Regions from separate parts of the Ovis aries genome. Here region 2 is linked to region 1. Evidence: chromatin contacts called from public Hi-C data. All regions are on one chromosome and are shown on one strand. The core of a region is the stretch at or near the end of the contact, and the rest is flanking DNA. Distances in the headings are between cores, read along the strand shown. Region 1 has its middle 130 kb from the start of MYC. Region 2 holds the start of MYC (MYC proto-oncogene, bHLH transcription factor).

The links. Hi-C and Micro-C count contacts between places; a contact is called where the count stands out from the background.
Region 2: a Hi-C map of liver shows a contact between it and region 1, with 4 times the contacts expected there. The contact joins the promoter of MYC here to the enhancer-like site in region 1. A contact is called at or near these places in 5 of 16 Hi-C or Micro-C datasets (liver, muscle, retroperitoneal adipose tissue and 1 more).

Annotation. Positions count from the first base shown.
Region 1 is chr9:25,611,414-25,614,310 of ARS-UI_Ramb_v3.0, reverse strand. No RefSeq gene overlaps it. Among named protein-coding and RNA genes, the nearest start is that of MYC, 130 kb to the left of the region's middle. Within about 2 kb of position 1,495, at least 4 of the 54 cell types and tissues checked have an H3K27ac peak or open chromatin away from gene starts, as enhancers often do. A contact at or near this core is called in liver and tail adipose tissue, where this site is marked.
Region 2 is chr9:25,736,994-25,740,025 of ARS-UI_Ramb_v3.0, reverse strand. MYC (MYC proto-oncogene, bHLH transcription factor) reads left to right here and starts at 1,490. Exons shown (of 3, transcript NM_001009426.1): 1 at 1,490-1,688. It overlaps LOC132657163 (a long non-coding RNA gene), which reads right to left and starts at 1,175. Exons shown (of 2, transcript XR_009594937.1): 1 at 1-1,175.

The sequences.
Region 1 (2,897 bases), core at 246-2,745:
CCAAGCGGGCTACCTAACCCTTCCGGTACTCACTGTCCTCCTCTTTATAATGGGGGTACCTCAGCCCCCCTGCTGCCCTTGGATAGTTCCTAAGGAGGAACCCTAAGCAGTGAAACTCCATTCCCTTTGCAGGAGGGCTTTGGTGCGGGTGGGAGGTGACCCTCGCCCCTTCACCCGTATTTAAGTGTCAGAGTTGCAGGGCATTATTTTTAGTGAGTCTCCCTCTTCGTGCACGTCTCTGTGTTAGTTGCTCAGTCGTGTGTGGCTCTTTGTGACCCAGTGGGCTGTAGCTCGTCAGGCTCCTTTGTCCAGGGGATTCTCCAGGCAAGAATATCACAGGGGATTGCCATTCCCTTTGCCAGGGGATCTTCCCAACCCAGGGATCGAACCCTGCAGGCAGATTCTTTACTGTCTGAGCCACCAAGGAAGCCCCTCCTCTCGCTCTATTAGGTCAAATACAAGGAAGGAAGAACAATTGCTGCTCTGGGTCCATGATTGTAACAAGATTGGTTTTTCTCCGTCTCATCCCCAGGCCTGATCTTTTGACCAGAAAGGAATTAAAAAGAAGGTCCCTCATGATGGTTGCACCTGTCAGCTGCAAGGAGCTTCCTTTAAGGGTCTTCTGAGTCTTGTGGGTAAACTCCAGGAGTTGGTGATGGACAAGGAGGCCTGGTGTGCTGCAGTCCATGGGGTTGCAAAGAGTAGGACACGACTGAGCGACCGAATTGAACTGAGTCTTGTGGATGTATAGCGATTCTCAGCCGCCTTCACGGGGACTGATGCTGGTGGAGGCAGGCTCTCCAGAGACACACACCAGCCACATTTCTGGATGCTCATGGCGGTTTTAGGAGGGCCCTGGCTGAGCACCTCGTGGATTCCTACAGCCTGGATGAAGATGGGAGACAGAGGACCGATGCTTCCTGCCTTTCTCACTGACGGGAACTTGGAGCTCTGCCAGCTCCCCTGGGGGCTGCCTCTGAAACGTAAGACCCACCTCCTCCTTGTACAGGTATCTTCCATGTGTTCGGTCCAGCACCCACCTGGGCTTCCGTTGCTGCTGCCCTGGCTGGTGGGAGAGGTCACCATCATGCAAACGGCTCTAGCCGGAAACCAAGAACCACGTGTCAGCTGGGTGCCTTGGAGCCAGAGGATCCTGGGCTGAAATCTGTAACCCACATCCACCTAGTGAGTTGGGGACAAAGTGACTGCTGGGTTCCTTGCTCCCCTCTCCTCAGTGGGGGTGACGTATCATCGTCCTTCATAGGATCGGTGTTGAGGATCCCAGAACACTTGTGTGTGTGCGGCCAGCCAGCATCGTGCCCAGCACACAGCTGACGCCCGGCCTGCGATGGGAGTGTTGCTCCTGGTTGGAGGGAGCTTGTTGCTTGGGCCTTGGAAATCTTTCTGAGCAGAGCCGGGGGTGCTGTCTTGGCCTTTGAACCAGGCGCTGCTGGCTGGCGTAGACAGTTGATCAAAGGTCCCAGTCCCCAGAGCTGAGGAGGGCTGAGTGCCCGGCTGGCAGTAGGCGAGGGAAGGGAGTCTTGTGTCTGTATGAGGGAGGTGGACCAGGCGACAGAGGGTTCTGGTGGTTCTGCAGCTGTGACGCTGATGACTGAGGGATGTTGCCTTAGTGTTGGGCTGCCCAGAGGAGAGTGGCATCTCTAACAGCCAGTGTCCCATGCGCTCAGGTCACCCGGGGCCGCCTGGCACTTGCCTGCCGGGAAGACGTGGGGCGGGGCCTGGGGTTCCGTTTTGGTTGGGTTCCCGGTTCTGCTCACGCCCGCGGCACTTCTCAAGTTTCCCTGACCTTCTTGTGGAAATGACGTCCCTCTGGTTACTGCCCACTGTCCCAGCCCACAGCTCCTCCCTGTGTCGAAATATTATATCCATCTATGCAAGGTGTTTGATTTCTTGTCATCCTCCCATCCTAGGAAGTCGTCCGAGGTTGAGAGACATGTGTGCCTTGCTCACAGCTAAACACACAGCGGGCCCCTTATTCAGTGCATCGGAATTGATCAGATCAGATCTGAGTCGGTGCTTTTCTTTCAGCTTCTGTGAAAAGGACAGACAGAAGGAAGACACGGTTTTTGAGCATCTGTAGAACTTAACTAGCCCAATAGTTCCACTGGATAGGCAGTGGTATGCCCAGTTCACAGCTGAGAACTTTGCCCAAGGTTATTTATCCAACAGAAGGCAGAGGAGGAGGGTGTGTGTGTGTGTGTGTGTGTGTGTGTGTGTGTGTGTGTGTGGCACTGCCTGCAATGGAATACTCTTAGGGTCCCTAGGTCCTTTTTGTCATCTGGAGAGACAGACTATAAGTATGAACTCTGTGCACCCCCAGGGAGGAGGCTCTTGGTCCCCTGGGATTAGGTGTGATGGGAACTCAGTGCAGCCCCGGAGGTCTGCTGGGAGGAATTGACAACACAGCCTGACAGGTGCTCTGTTCACTGCTGTCCATGGCTAAGCAGGGCAGGGGGAGGAGTCACCCCGGGAGGGGGCTCTTGAGGGCCTGGGGGGACTTGGAGGTTTGGCTGGTCTTGCAGTGGCCATCAGAGCTGCCCTGGGGATGCGAGGTGAGTGTGGACACCAGGGCACAATCCTGGCCCTCCGCTTCCACCATCACACCCCCTCGCATCTCTCCTGCCATCTCCCCCCAGCCTCCCACTGCAGAACAGGCGCCCTCGTTTATCACACGGCCTGCAGCCCTGCTTTTTTCTCCTTTTATCAGTGACTCCCTAGTACAACCCCATTGTGGTGGTCTGGGGTTATCTCAGGCTCCTCCCAGGAGGGGGTGGCGGGGCTCAGGCACCCGAAGGCACAGAACGGTCGCAGCGAGAAGTGAGGTGCCCACTCCCCCTCCCCTCTGGCTGCTCCGAGTAGATGCCCCACGTCTGCAG
Region 2 (3,032 bases), core at 241-2,740, 130 kb before region 1:
CTGGTCCTGAGGCTCGCGCCCCCCTCCCCCGGGCTGTATCCTCCCGTCTAGCGCCTTCTATTTTTCCCCAAACCTGGGAGCCCCAGAGTGGTGCAAACCGGCGCCACGGGGCGCAAAGAGGATTCGTCTCTCTTCTGAAACCTGGCTGCGGAATTGGGAACTCCGAGAGAGAGGCGCGGGGGTGGGATGGGGGTTTAGAGGGACGGGGGTGGTCCCCCGCGGCGCGCACCCGCAGGCGCGCTCCTCCCTTATTCCAGCTCTGGAACCCGCAGAAAGATCTCAGGGATTAGCGCGTACTGGGTGGGGGGAGGGGCAGGAGGAACGCTGGCCCCCACGGAGATCCGTGTAGGTCTGCGCGGGCAGAGCCAGGAGTGGGGGTCCTCTGCGACTTTGGCAGCAATCGGGGGATTCATTGTGGGTGGAAGGTGCGCAGTCGAGAAAGCTGCGCACACCCAGAATGCATAACACCCCCAACAAATGCAATGGGTGTTTATTCATACCGCGCTCTCCAAGTATACGTGGCAGCGCGTTGCTGAATTATTTTAGTAATTCCAGGCACCATTTTTCTTCCCCATACCTTTGATCATGTATCCCATCGACACTTAACCCCCCAGCACACACACACTCAGAGCGCACGCCCATCAATACCCCTTCTTTCCTCCTCTCTTCGTAGGAGTTATTTTCCAAAGGCTGCCCCTTCCCGGCCTGTCCACCCGGGACGTGCATGGCGCAGCCGTGGGTACACGGTGTATTCTCAGCATCTAGGGATGAGCGGTTCTGCCCCCAGATGATTTAAGAACACAGGACAAGTATGCGGTTTGTCCAACACAGCGCTGCTCCACAGGAACCAAGCAGCAGAGAGACGGTTTGAGCGGGAGCAAAAGAAAATGGTAGGCGCGCGCAGTTAATTCATGCGGCGCTCTGACCGTGTTTACATCCGAGAGCTCGGCGCACTGGAGTGCCAGGCTCAAAGAGCTGAATCTCCTCCCCTCCCGCCCTCCCTCCCCACCAGCGCCCCTCCCGGGTTCCCAAAGCAGAGGGCGGGGGAGACAAAGATCCTCTCTGGTGAGTCCCCGCCCACCAGCCCTTTATAGGCGAGGGTCTCCGCTGCGGAGGACCCCCGGGCTGCGCATCTCGCGGCTACCGCTGCGGCTGGCTCGCCGCGGCCGCCGCCTGGCTCCACCACTGCCTGGAAGGGCAGGGCTACTCTGAGGCTTGGCGGGAAAAAGAACAGAGGAGGGGCCTTACCTTCTCGTATAAAAGCCAGTTTTTTCTGGGCTTTATCTGACTCGCTGTAGTAATTCCAGCGAGAGGCAGAGGGAGCGAGCGGGCGGGCCCTCCAGGGTGGAAGAGCCGAGCCAGCCTAGCGAGCGGAGTCGCGCTCCGGGCGCCCGGGGAAGGGAGATCCGGAGTCAAAGGGGGGCTTCTGCGCCTCCAGCCAGGCCGGCCCCCACCCCACCCTCCCCGCGGACCCCTGCTAGCGGTCCGCCACCCGCGCCGCATCCGCGAAACTTTGCCCACTGGAACTTACAACACCCGAGCGACACCAAGACTCCCCGGACGCAGAGAAGCTCTTCTGCCTTTTTGGGGAGACACTTTCCCTCGCCGCAGCCCACGACCCGCGCCTCTGAAAGGCGCTCCTCGCCGCTTTTTGGACGCTAGATTTCCTTCGGATAGTGGAAATACGGGTGAGCACCCGGACCTATTGGCCTTTTTCATTTATTTTTGCTACCGCCTTAACGCCGCGATGAGCAGAACGCCCGAATCGAGTGTCTTTTCTCCCATTCCTGCGCTATTGACACTTTTCTCAGAGTAGTTGTGGCTGGTCGGGGTGGGGTGGAGAGGAACCAGAACTGGGTCGGGGTACAGTGACTTGTCAAGATGGGAAGAGAGAGGAAGGCAGAGGGAAACCGGGGGTGCGTTTTCTGAAAGTAGCCTTTAGAGGTTTTTGCTCGCCTTAGATGGACGCTGACCCCGGCCGGGTGGACATTCATGCTTTATTGCATTAATTGCTTTTTTGCCTTTTGTCGGGGAGAAGAAGGGTATGCTTCGCGGTTGACAGAAAACCCTTTACATCCTGAACTCCTTGGAGTAAGAATTACACATTGCATGTTTGAGCGAAGAGAGCTCCGCAGCCGCTGACTTTTTCCTGTCTGGAAAAGGGCATTTAAATTTCGGCTTACTGCATTTCTGACAGCCAGAGACAGACACTGCGGCGCGTCCCGCCCGCCGACCCCCTCGGCGTCTCCAACGCTCCCGGCTCCTTTTAGAAGTTGGCCTTTGACTTTTTTTTTAAAGGATAGTAAAATTAAAGATTTTGGTCTACAGAGAGGTTAGGATTCGGTGTTGGGAAGGCGCGGGGACGGGGAAAAGGAAGCTGGGGCAAAGATGTGTCCGAGTCTCCTGGAATTATTGACTCGGCGGTGGGGGGGGATGAGGGCAAAATCTCTGCACCTAGCCTTGGCTCCCCGGCCGCCTCCGGGGTCCCCGCGCGGGTGTCCCTACGCCCCCTGAGATGCGGAGGACGGCCAGGAGCGAGGCACCGGGCTTTTCGAGAACAGCTGCTACCCTCGGCTGGTGAGGGAGAAGACGCCCGGCTACGGGCGCGGAATCGTAGCAGGGTCTCTGGCGCAGTTACGTCGCCGTATTGAGTGTTGAAGGGAGACGTCTCTGTTATTATTTAACACTCTCCTTTTATTTATGAGGGTCGGGGGTGGGGGGGGGGGGGGTGGAGAAGGGCTAAAGGCTCGAAGCTGAGCTCGCCACCCCAGCCGGAGAGAGAAGGAAAGCCCGCAAAGGAAAGAAGGGGGTTGCGCTGGGGGTAGGGATGCGGGAGGCGGAGAAGGGAGGCTGGGAGGGGCGGCGGCGCCGGCAGGGGAAACAGCGAGACGAGGGCGCGCGAGTGGGAACGGGCGCGGCGCTAGGGGCCCGGGAGCGGGAGGGGGCCGAGCGCAACCGCTCCAGCCGCGGCGTCTCTCGCCGCCTCCTTCAGGTGGCGCAAAACTTTGCGCCCCGGCGTTTGGCAGATCCTA